2 separate regions of the Bos taurus genome follow, and region 2 is linked to region 1. The links are chromatin contacts, called in public Hi-C maps. All regions are on one chromosome and are shown on one strand. The core of a region is the stretch at or near the end of the contact, and the rest is flanking DNA. Distances in the headings are between cores, read along the strand shown. Region 1 holds the start of LOC618071. Region 2 has its middle 22 kb from the start of NFIC.

Evidence for each region. A called contact is a pair of places that touch in the nucleus more often than the background predicts.
Region 2: a Hi-C map of liver shows a contact between it and region 1, with 4 times the contacts expected there. The contact joins the enhancer-like site here to the promoter of LOC618071 in region 1. A contact is called at or near these places in 4 of 11 Hi-C or Micro-C datasets (blastocyst, liver and skeletal muscle).

The regions. Positions count from the first base shown.
Region 1 is chr7:20,435,210-20,440,393 of ARS-UCD2.0, reverse strand. It overlaps LOC618071, which reads right to left and starts at 3,002. Exons shown (of 3, transcript NM_001206718.1): 1 at 2,871-3,002; 2 at 2,668-2,779; 3 at 758-1,682. The coding sequence starts at 2,949. The coding sequence ends at 1,562. SMIM24 (small integral membrane protein 24) reads right to left here. Exons shown (of 4, transcript NM_001206717.1): 4 at 3,918-4,880. The coding sequence ends at 4,715.
Region 2 is chr7:20,529,092-20,534,164 of ARS-UCD2.0, reverse strand. No RefSeq gene overlaps it. Among named protein-coding and RNA genes, the nearest start is that of NFIC, 22 kb to the right of the region's middle. Within about 2 kb of position 1,429, at least 24 of the 102 cell types and tissues checked have an H3K27ac peak or open chromatin away from gene starts, as enhancers often do. A contact at or near this core is called in liver, where this site is marked.

The DNA of each region.
Region 1 (5,184 bases), core at 1,753-4,252:
GGTCAGACCTAGGACCTGGCTCCAGAAACCAGGTCCCGCGTGGAGGAGTCAGCTGACCCCCAACCCCACAGTCCCGCTTGGGAGGAAGGGGCGGGAAGAAGGGAAGAGGGGATCTAGAAGGAGCTTCTTTTGCGGGATGGGGCTCTTATCTCGGGTGAGGCTCAACTTGGTGGGGGTTCAGCTGGAATGGAGGGTTCAGCCGGAGGCTGGAGGTTCATCCCAGGGTCGAGGCTCAGCCTTGGTGGGGGAACTCAATCTAGCCTTTAATTTCAAGGAAAGCCGAGTCTTTTTCATCCATTGGCCCCTGGGGTAAAACAATTTGGGGGCCTTGAAAGGGCTGTCCCAGCACTGACTCCCCACTGAATGCCATAAAAGGGGAAGGCTTGCGACAACCTAAAAACGCCCCCGAAATGCCCCCAGAAGCCTCCTAGTAGGGAAGTCCCGCCCCTGCGGAAAGGGAGGAGCCCAGACAGCACCTCCCTTCTCCTTTCCCGCCCCACCCTCCGCACGGCCACCCACGCGGAAGCCCCGGGCCTCGCCTGGAGGAAACCGGAGGACTGAGAACTACGCTCCCAGAACTGTCGTCTGAAAACACACCCTCTGACCTTCCGGATCCCCCAAGTCTGAGGCGGCAGGCTCCTTTGCCCCTACCCCCATCCTCACCATTTCAGCATACAGAAAGCTGATGCTTGTTAGATGCCTTTAGGGTGCTGGGTCCTGCGCTCCGGAGTTTTGTAGGCAGTATTTCATTCAGTTCCTCGTGACAACTTAAGAAGGATTTATTCTTTCCTTTTACAGAACTAGACTCTTGGGCACACAGCGGTTAAGTTACTTGCTCCGGGATACACAGCAAAGAAGTGAGGACTCCAGCTCCTTCTCTATGGGGCCTCCCCACCAGGAGTGCAGGACAGGAAGAGGGGATAATGATCCTGTGTCGCCCCCCTACTCCCACCCCTGCACCCCCAACCCACCCCCTGGGAGTGCTAGCGTGCAGGACAGAATGCTGAGACTCAGCACAGGGTAGGAGAAGCCTTCATCTCCCAGGAAACGGCCCTGCACGCTGAGCCAGCTCAAAGTTCATGTTCAGGGACAGCGAACAGCAGCAAGGAGAGGGACTGGGACTCAAAGAAAGCTCTTGGAAGAGCTTACACCTGGGCAACAGGAGGACCTGCCTTCTCTGATGAAATCCAAACCTGACAGAAATTGGAGGTGGGAAAAGAAATCAGGCGCTGCGTAAAAAGATGCCTGCGGTGGACTGGGTAAAGAGACAGGAGACAGTGGGGCGGGGGGGTTCTTGGAGGGATGTGGGCGGCTCCTTCTCCAAGGGCGCCCTCCAAGCTCAAGAAGAATCATCAGGTGGAGACCAAGCTTGAGAAGGGGTACGGGACTACCAGGTAACACACAGAGAGCCCTCTGAGAGGGATTTGGGGCGGGTTCTGAGACCTCTGAGTCCCAGAGAGTCATCTTACTGGCCCCAGGACCAGGTCCTTTGCTGATAGGGTGTGGAGAAGGCATTGGGGCATCCCTGGAGGACTGCCTGGAGGAGATGAGTGGGAAGACTTCATGTGGAGGAACTTGCCATTGCTTCATGGTTCAGAGGCCCCTCTGTCTCCTCCAGTTCCAGCCCCCAGTCGTCCTCTCCCTTCTCCTTTCTCACAGTCTCCTCTTCCTTCTCTTCACTGCTGTGGAGACCAGAAGAGCCCAGATAATCCGAGTTAATAAGGACAGACAGTGCTCCAGGCCTCTGACAATTCTCCCAGAAGCTCTGAGTCCTGCAGGCACCCTCACTGTTCCCATGACACAGAAGGGGACGAGACTCAGGCAGCTTAGGACACTGACCCCCTTAGAACACGAAGGAAGTTCAGGAGCTCGAACTGTATGAGCCAAAACTGAGCTCTTAATTTCTGGCCTCTTTGGCTTCCTGGGTTTCAGAACTGTGGGTGAGTGGACGGGCAGAGAGATGAAGGGCTTGACCGACGGATGGGTGGATGGATTAATGAGTGTGTGGATAGATGAACGAATAGACGCATGCATGAATGGTGGGAAGGTGGGTGGATGGATGGATGAACAGATAAGAGGGATGGATGATGGAAGGAGGGAAGGAGAGAGAGAAGGTGGGAGACAGGTCGGGGGGATGATGGATGGATGATGGACAGGTGGATGGAGAAATGGGTGGTGTTGGCATTGGGGTGATACTTTATAGACCCCCCTATTGAAACACATCCTAGGGATGGGGGATCTCTGTGAGGAAGCCACCCTTGTTTTGCGGGTAGGTAGTCAGGAGCAAAGCCAGTGAGGTCCTGTGAGGCCCCCCTGGGGACCTCTCAGAATCAGAGTATTACCCCGCTGGTCCTGCCCAGTCTTGGAGGATGCTCGGAAAGGGAAGGGGCTCCTAGAGGGGAGGGGCTTAGAGGGGAGGGGCTTGGCGCGAGGAGGGGCTTAGAGGGGCAGGACTCAGAGAGGGGAGGGGCTCGGTAGGGGAGGAGCTTATAGGGGAGGGACCGGCGAGGGGCGGGGCTCAGAAGGGCGGGACTCATAGAGAAGAGGGGCTAGTAAGGGAGAGGCTTGGCACGAGGAGGAGCTTAGAGGGGTGGGACTCAGAGAGGGGCGGAGCTGAGATGCTAAAGAGTAAGCGAAGGGGAGGGGCTCAGAAGGATGAGAACCCACCTGTCCTGGGACTCCCGGCACCAGACGGCATAGACCAAGGTGAGGACAAAGATGAGGAAGAGGAAGGCCAGCGCAGCCCCCAGCCCCACCAGCCACGACTTCCGCTGGGCCACTGCGGGCGGGAGCAGGGTTGGGTCAGCGTCGGGGCCGCCAGGTTAGGACTGTTTTCCCTACTCCACCCCCACTCCCTCCCAAGGCCTTACGGGGTTGGGCCTGCACCAGCCTTGGGACCAGAGCTGCGAGAAGAGAGAGTTGACCGGGGGTCGTACAGAATTTACCCATCCTGCGCCCTCTTGTCCTCGCCCCTATCCAGCAGATTCTGGGGTTGCAGCCCCGGCGGGAGAAGGAAGTGGCCTGCCCAGCGCACCCCAGGGCAGGGTGTGGCCGGTGCCCCAGGAAGTAGGAGGTGGGGTCCCCTCCCTGAGTTCCGGGCACCATGGGGAGGGGCTCAGGGTCCTGAGCTTCCTTGTCCCTGTCTCCCTGAGGCCCATCCTGACTCTCACTCTCCACGGTCAGAGCCACAGCAGGGGCGGCTCGAGAAGGGTGGGGAACTCATTTCCTGACCACCAGGCATTGCACTGGCTCTGAAGTCCCAGCACCTCCATCAAGTCTCACACTCTGGTGGTCAGAACTCTGGTCCTCACATTGCAAAAGAGGAGCCAACTCGAGGCTCAGAGAAGTTAGGCCACTTCCCTGGGACCACATAGCATCCCAGAGGAACACAGTTCTCCCAGCTAGGAACACCCCCTACCCCAACCCTCTCCCGTCCTAGGACATGAACCTCCAAATCTGACCTGAGCCAGCCCCTGCATGTGCCCGTCCCTTGGGCAGCCTAGGCTTCCATCCCAGCGCTGCCAACAACAGCCAGGGAGACCTGGGCTGGTGGCGTCCTTCTTTCTAAGTCTCAGTATTTTCAGCTGGAAAATGGGACGAATTGCAAACCGACAGAGACTGAGACCATAAGGATGCTAGGCGTTCAGTGGAAGCATCTTTTAGGGAGATTATATATTTTTATTTACGGCTTTTCTGCCCCCTGGTGGCCGATCCTGGGATAGTCTCAGAAGCTCCCCGCCTTCTGGGCTACCACCCCAGCTACAGGCTTCACAAGAGAGCCCTAATGCAACTACTGAAGCCTGCTCCGCAACAAGAGAAGCCAACACAACGAGAAGCCTGCACAACAAGACAGTAGCCCCCGCTGGCCACAACTAGAGAAAAACCTGCGCAGCAACGGAGACCCAGCACAGCCAATAAATAAATAAAATGATAAACACCAGCCTTTATCAAAGTTCTCATTAGGAAATGGTTAACATCCAGGGCAAGGTCCAGGGCCTGAAGAAAGTGAAGAGAGCAGGGGAGGCTTGTCCCCTCCCAAGATGGTGCACCCAGGGGCACCCCACCCATCAAGACCCAGTTTCTGGAAATGGAGTCACGTGAGCCAAAAACCTGGGGGTGGAGGGAGCAAGGCTTTCCCAGGAGACAGCCCTCGGGGCTCAAAGTTCAGGGTTCAGGACGGCAGGATCAAGATTGCAAGGGGAGCGTCTGATCTGCCCAGCACCTGGGCACAGTGGAGTTTGGTCTTCCACAGCTGCCCAGGCCTTGCTCCCAGCCCCCAAAGCTGTCTCCTCCTGGGGAAACTGAGTCCCAGGGGACAACGGAAGCCCTTCTGAAAGGCTCTCCCCCAGTCCCTGGCCTATACTGGTCCTGAAGCTGAACGGGAGGAAGGAGGTTTTGGCCCATAGATGTCAGGCAGTGGGGAAAAGCAGGTAGAGCGGTGAGATTGTAGGGGTTGGGGGTTTCTCGCGAACCAGGAATGGTCTCCGAGTGCAAGAAGAATCACCAGATAGAACAAATCATAACAATATAGACTGTATAACACACGAAGAGCCCTCCTTGGTGGGGGGTGGGTAGGGTCCCAAGCCTCTTCATTCAGGGCCCCGTACTCTCAACCACAGATGGAGTCACCACAGTGGCTTCAGGTTCAGTTCATTGCTTCTAGGGTGTGGAAGGGGCATCTCTGGCGGGTTTCTTGGAGGAGGTGACTGAATCTTTACATGGCCGTGTTCCTGACTTTCTTGTAGTCCCTGCGCTCCTCATTTTCCTCTAGCTCCAGCCCGAAGTTTCTCTTTCCTTTCTTCTTGGCCTTTTCCCCCTTCCCAGCTTTTTTCTCCTCAGCCTTTTCCTCCTTCTCTTCCTTCCCTTTCTTGTCTTCTTTTCTGTAGGGACACAAAAACCCCAAACCATGGTAACAAAACAGAGTCATTCCCATTTAACAGACCCTCACCTGTGCCAGGCCTTTACCTGTGCCAATGCTTCACAAAAAGTCTTTGCTGAATCTTCAAAACAGCCCTTACAAGGCACCCTTGTGATTTCCATTTCACAAAGGCAGAAACTAAGGTTCAGTTGTTCATTGGAAGAATGGATGGATGGATAGGAGAATGGATGGATGGATGGGAGAATGGATGAATGGATAGATGGATGGGTGGATGGATAGATGGATAGGTGGATGGATGGGAGAAT
Region 2 (5,073 bases), core at 180-2,679, 95 kb before region 1:
GGGAACAAGTTTCCTCTTCCCCTCCTCCTGCACTGTCTATCCCCTATTGCGCCCACAGTCCCCCAACACAGGCCCTCCAAAAAAGTGACACTGCTGACCCCCCTTGTAGCTCCCCACAAGGCCTGATGGGTGGACGCAAAGGTCCAGGCATCTCTGGTTGCCCCATGTTTCCTTGCGCTTTAGTCCTGCAAGCGTATGAGTCCAGGAGGAGCCAGGCAGCAACTTGGCCAGGAGCCTCGGACGGCAAAGGGAGCTGGATGAGAACCTCAGCTCCGTCACTTCTTTGCAGGATGACCTTGAGCAGGTGAGCCTCCCCTTCTGAGCATCAGTTTCTGCCTCTGGGAAATAGGAGCCATAAAACACCCCTTCCTGGTTTTGTGAGGTTGCCAAGGGGTTCCAATGTGAGCGTCCCAGCACAGAGCATGTTCCCGAGTGGCTGTGCAGTACACATGAACAGTGCCGCAGTTGTATGCAGGGTGCTTCCTGGGTGCCTGTGGAGCTGGCATTCCAGGGAGAGAGACAGACTACAGAGGAAAAACAACACATACTATCAAGGGACACTGAATGGCATAAGGAAAACTGAAATGATTGTTAGACTTTATTATTATTGCAGTCAGCATTCGTTTTTAAAATATTTTTTATTTTTGGCTGCACTGGGTCTTCACTGCTGTGTGCGGGCTTTCTCTAGCCGCCGTGGGTGTGGGGCTGCTCTCTAGTTGTGGTGTGAGGGCTTCTCACTGCAGTGGCTGGCAGGCTCTAGAGCACAGGCTCAGTAGTTGTGGCCCTCAGCCTTAGTTACCAAGCAGCATGTGGAATCCTCCTAGACCAGGGATCAAACCCATGTCCCCTGCATTGGCAGGTGAATTCTTAACCACTGGGCCACCAGGGAAGTCCGTCAGCAATGTTGATAGCCAATGGACAATGTGGCTAGCCCACGTTTCAGCTTCCAAGGCCTCCCAAGGTCTAGGATTATTCAGCACCAACTGTACACCATGCTCCAAATGTTTAAACCTGCAAAACCCATTCTCCAGAAGAGAACGTGAGGCCTCGGGTTTGTCCAGGGTCAGGAGCCGGTTGTGCAAGGCAGAACCTGGGAGTGGATCTGCCAGGTGGCACACTTCCTAGACCCGTCTCCCCCTCCTCGGGCAGAGCTGGCGCCCTCCCAGGGGAACCGGCCCCTGCAGCCCCCAAGCTTCCCCCAGCAGGTGTCCAGGCGGGCTGGGTTGGGGAGGGGGTAGCCCCAGTGGAGCAGGGCAGAGCAGGAGCGGAATGCTACCTCCCCCAAGGCTGCCTGGGAAACGGCAGCACCTAATCCTGGCTCCAGAGGACACGTCGTACCCGAGATTATATAAACCTACCTCTCCAAGCGCTGGCTTAATTCTTTCAGGCTTTCCCCCGCATCTGTCATTCTTTAATCGCCCTGTTAACGGAGCTCTTGGCCAGGCCCCTCCCAGAAGGGGGCGGGGTCTGTAGCCTGACCTTAGCCACCGCCCCACCCCCACTCCGTGAAGATTCAGTGGCCTCTGCGCACCCCCAAGTCCAGGTTTAGGTGGTGGAAGGGGCACAGGGGTGGTGGGCTGGGCGTGGTGGGTGCAGCGCGTGTCTGAGGGATGGGAGTAGTGATGGTGGTTGCTAAGTCGTGTCCGACTCTTTGTGATCCCATGGACTGTAAAGCCCGCCAGGCTCCTCTGTCCATGGGATTTTCCTGGCAAGAATATTGGAGTGGGTTGCCATTTCCTCCTCCAGGGAATCTTCCCAACCCAGGGATGGAACCCGGGTCTCCTGCACTGCAGGCAGATTCTTTACCAACTGAGCTACCAAGGATGGAATCATAGGGCCTAAAGTGAGGACACCCAAGTCAGGCTCTGGCCCCTCTCTGACCCCAGATTTGTCCCCTCAGTTTCCTCTTCCAGAAAGTGGGGGTCCTGGCCTCCAGGTTGTGAAGAAAGCCCCAGAAGGAGTGAATGCATAGCAGGTGCTCAGTTAATGCGGGCTGATGAACCAAGAGGTGGGATCCACACTGGGGCCAGGACAGCTTGGGACTGGACGTGAGGCCTCATGACTGTGGTGGTCCTCACCAAGACTCACTGTGTTCCTTTGTGAAGTGGAGAGGCCACCTCCCCTCAGCCCAGTCTGTTCAGAGAGTTCTCAACACAAGGAAAAAAATTTTTTTTCTATTTCTTTAACTTTGTATCTACATGATATGATGGATAAATGTACGGTGGTGGTGATGGTGGTTACGATGGTGGTGGTTTAGTCACTAAGTCTTGTCTGACTCTTTGCCACCCCATGGACTGTAGCCCGCCAGGCTCCTCTTTCCATGGGATTCTCCAGGCAAGAATACTGGAGTGGGTTGCCATTTCTTTCTCCAGGGCATCTTCCTAACCCAGGGATTGAACCCACATCTCCTGCATTGCTGGAGGATTCTTTACAACTGAGCTACCTGGGAAGCCCAAACATATAGTAGTCATCAAAAAAAAAAAAAATTAAAATAAATTAAAAAGTCTCTTATCCTTGAGAAAAAAAAAAAGAAGAAGAAAGAACAACAACAAAAGTAAATAAATATGCAAGCCAGGCCTATTGCACAGACCGGCAAACCAAGACTGGGGTCCCCTGCCTCTGGGGCAGGGCCGGGAGAGTTGAGAAACCCAGAGGGCTGCCTCCCACCCCTCCACCTGATGGTGCCCAGTGGATGGGAGGCTGAGGAGGTGGAGAAATGAGCTGAGGGCATCAGTCCCCATGGTCCGATTCAAATTAGTGCCAACCCCTACTCTGAAACTCTGTCCTTCCATTGTCAGCCAGGCCAGGTGGGCAACAATGTTGAGGTGCCCGCCCTCCCCACCCCGCGGCTCTGCCCTTTACATAACCCAGCAGCACAGCCGGAAATCACAGTGCCAACGACTCTCTCCCTCTGTAACCGACTTCCTGCCGTTATGACCCACCTTGGGTGCCAGCCACCCGCTCCCCGCCCCCCAGCCTAGGCTGCAGTGCTAGGACTTCAGTCCTCACCTGAGGCTCCCACTCCCAAGAAACGCCCCCCTAAGTGGCACATCTACCTGGGTGTGACCTGGGGCCCAATTACCAGGCTCCTACTACCTTTCTGACTTGCTCTCCCTACTTGTTGGGTTCCCCCTACCTGGCTGCTGGAGGTCGGAGGGCAAAGGGCGAAGGCCAAGGAGCTCCCTTTTAAGACTGAGAGGAGCAGGAGTTGCCCCCTAATTTTTAGAAGGCAAAGAAACCTCCCATTTGGCAGGACTTTTACGAGCAGCTGGCAGGAGGTGGGAGAGAGCCCCCATGGTGGGAAGAGGAGACCCCCAACCCTACTCAGGGGATGTGGGAGGTCTGTCTCTGGGGCCCTCCTCTAGCCAGCAAGGCAGCCTGCAAAGAGTGGCAACTGTGATCATCATGTGGATGTGCCCATTTTACAGATGGGGAAACTGAGACGAGGATGCCTCCTGCTCGAGGCCTCACCATCTTCGAGCAGCAGAGCTGGGGTCTGAGCCTTCAGTGGCCTGACTGCTGGGGCCTGGCAGGTGGGATTCAGGGGAAGAGGCCTCCTGGGCCCTGTGGGACCGGAAATCACAGTGTCACTCCTGCCCCTGTTGCTGCACGGAAGTGCATGATATCTGTTACTTGCAGCAGCGCCCCCAGGCACGTCAGTGAGTTCCTCTCAGACCAATGGGGAAACCGAGGACCAGAAAACAGCAACTTGTCTGAGTTCCCATGCAACAGCGGGAGACAAGCAGCCTGGGGAGCCCTGAGCTGGGCGGTCATGGGGGCCAGGTAGGCTGTGTCCCCACGGCCATCCTGAATTGGTCAGTAGCTCCCACCTCACGAGGTCCCAGCCTCAGTTTCTCCATTCGAAGGAGAGATGCCAGAGACACAAGAGTGGGACTCTGGAGGCTGTGCCCAGGTCGGCATGTGTGGGCAGGCTCCAGAGTGCCAGGCGGTGCCCGAGTCCACACCCAGGTGCCTGTGCCAGGCCCTCTGGCAAAGGTGCTGGGTGGAGGCCTTCTCCAATGGCCTCTGTGGAAGTCTGGGCTTGACTCCGGCTACCACCCTCCATGGCATTCTCAATGTCCCCAGCAATGGCAAGCTCCCCCACAAAGTCACCAGGCAAACTAATGACCAAACCAGGATTCCAACCCAGTTCAGCCTGACTCTAGAGCCAAGGCATCTGGACAATATCAAAGCCCTCAGGGATACAGTTTCCCAGCTGCTGGGCATCCCCTGCCCATGGGGAAATGGTCATGCCTCCTGGAACTGCAGTCTCCCTGTCTTGTCCAGAAGGGTCGTCACTCACTTGCTCTTTGCTCTGCTCCAAGGGTATGAAATGTTTCCAGTAGGGGGAATATTTCAGGTACATTTCCTGCTCTACCAGTCTCCAAAGCCAGGAAGTGCCACTAGGTGTCTAACCCCAGTCTCTCTTGCTGCTTTGCTTCCCTTGCCTCCTGTTTGGATGGCTGCAGGGATGAGCCCAGAGAAGCTGGGGGGCTGGAGGAACTGCACCCTGAGTGGGTCAACAGCAGTGCCTCCCACCTTCCGGGAAGATTAGGGTGAAAGGCCGGGGAGCAGACCTAGCTTAGCAGAAACAGGGGTATGAGTACAAATGACCTGGGAAGCTAGCTGTATGTTGCACAGAACCCTGGAACAGACCCTCTTGTCTCTGGGCCTGAATTTCCCCATCTATAAAATGGAGGCAACAGTCCTACACCCCTGAGAGGGCAGCTTTGAGAATTACTGCATTGAGTCTGTAAAAGAGTTAGCACAAAGTCGGGCCCCATTGGCTATTGATGTTCTTATTATGATACAAGTGAGTGAGTCTGTCTACATCACAGGCACCAGAGGCAAAGATGCTACCTGTGGTGACTGTGGGCAGGTGCCTCAATTTGTGCATCGGTGAAATGGGCTGAGTAATGGAAGCATCGGTGGCAGGGGTAGAATGTGAGATGGTCACGTGTAGAAGAGGCATGGGAGGTACCTGGCACACAGTAGGTGCACAACAAAACTGTCCTGCTTTCATTGTCCTCACATCCCTTAGCTGTCAGGAAGATAAGTGAAGCCCATTCTGTA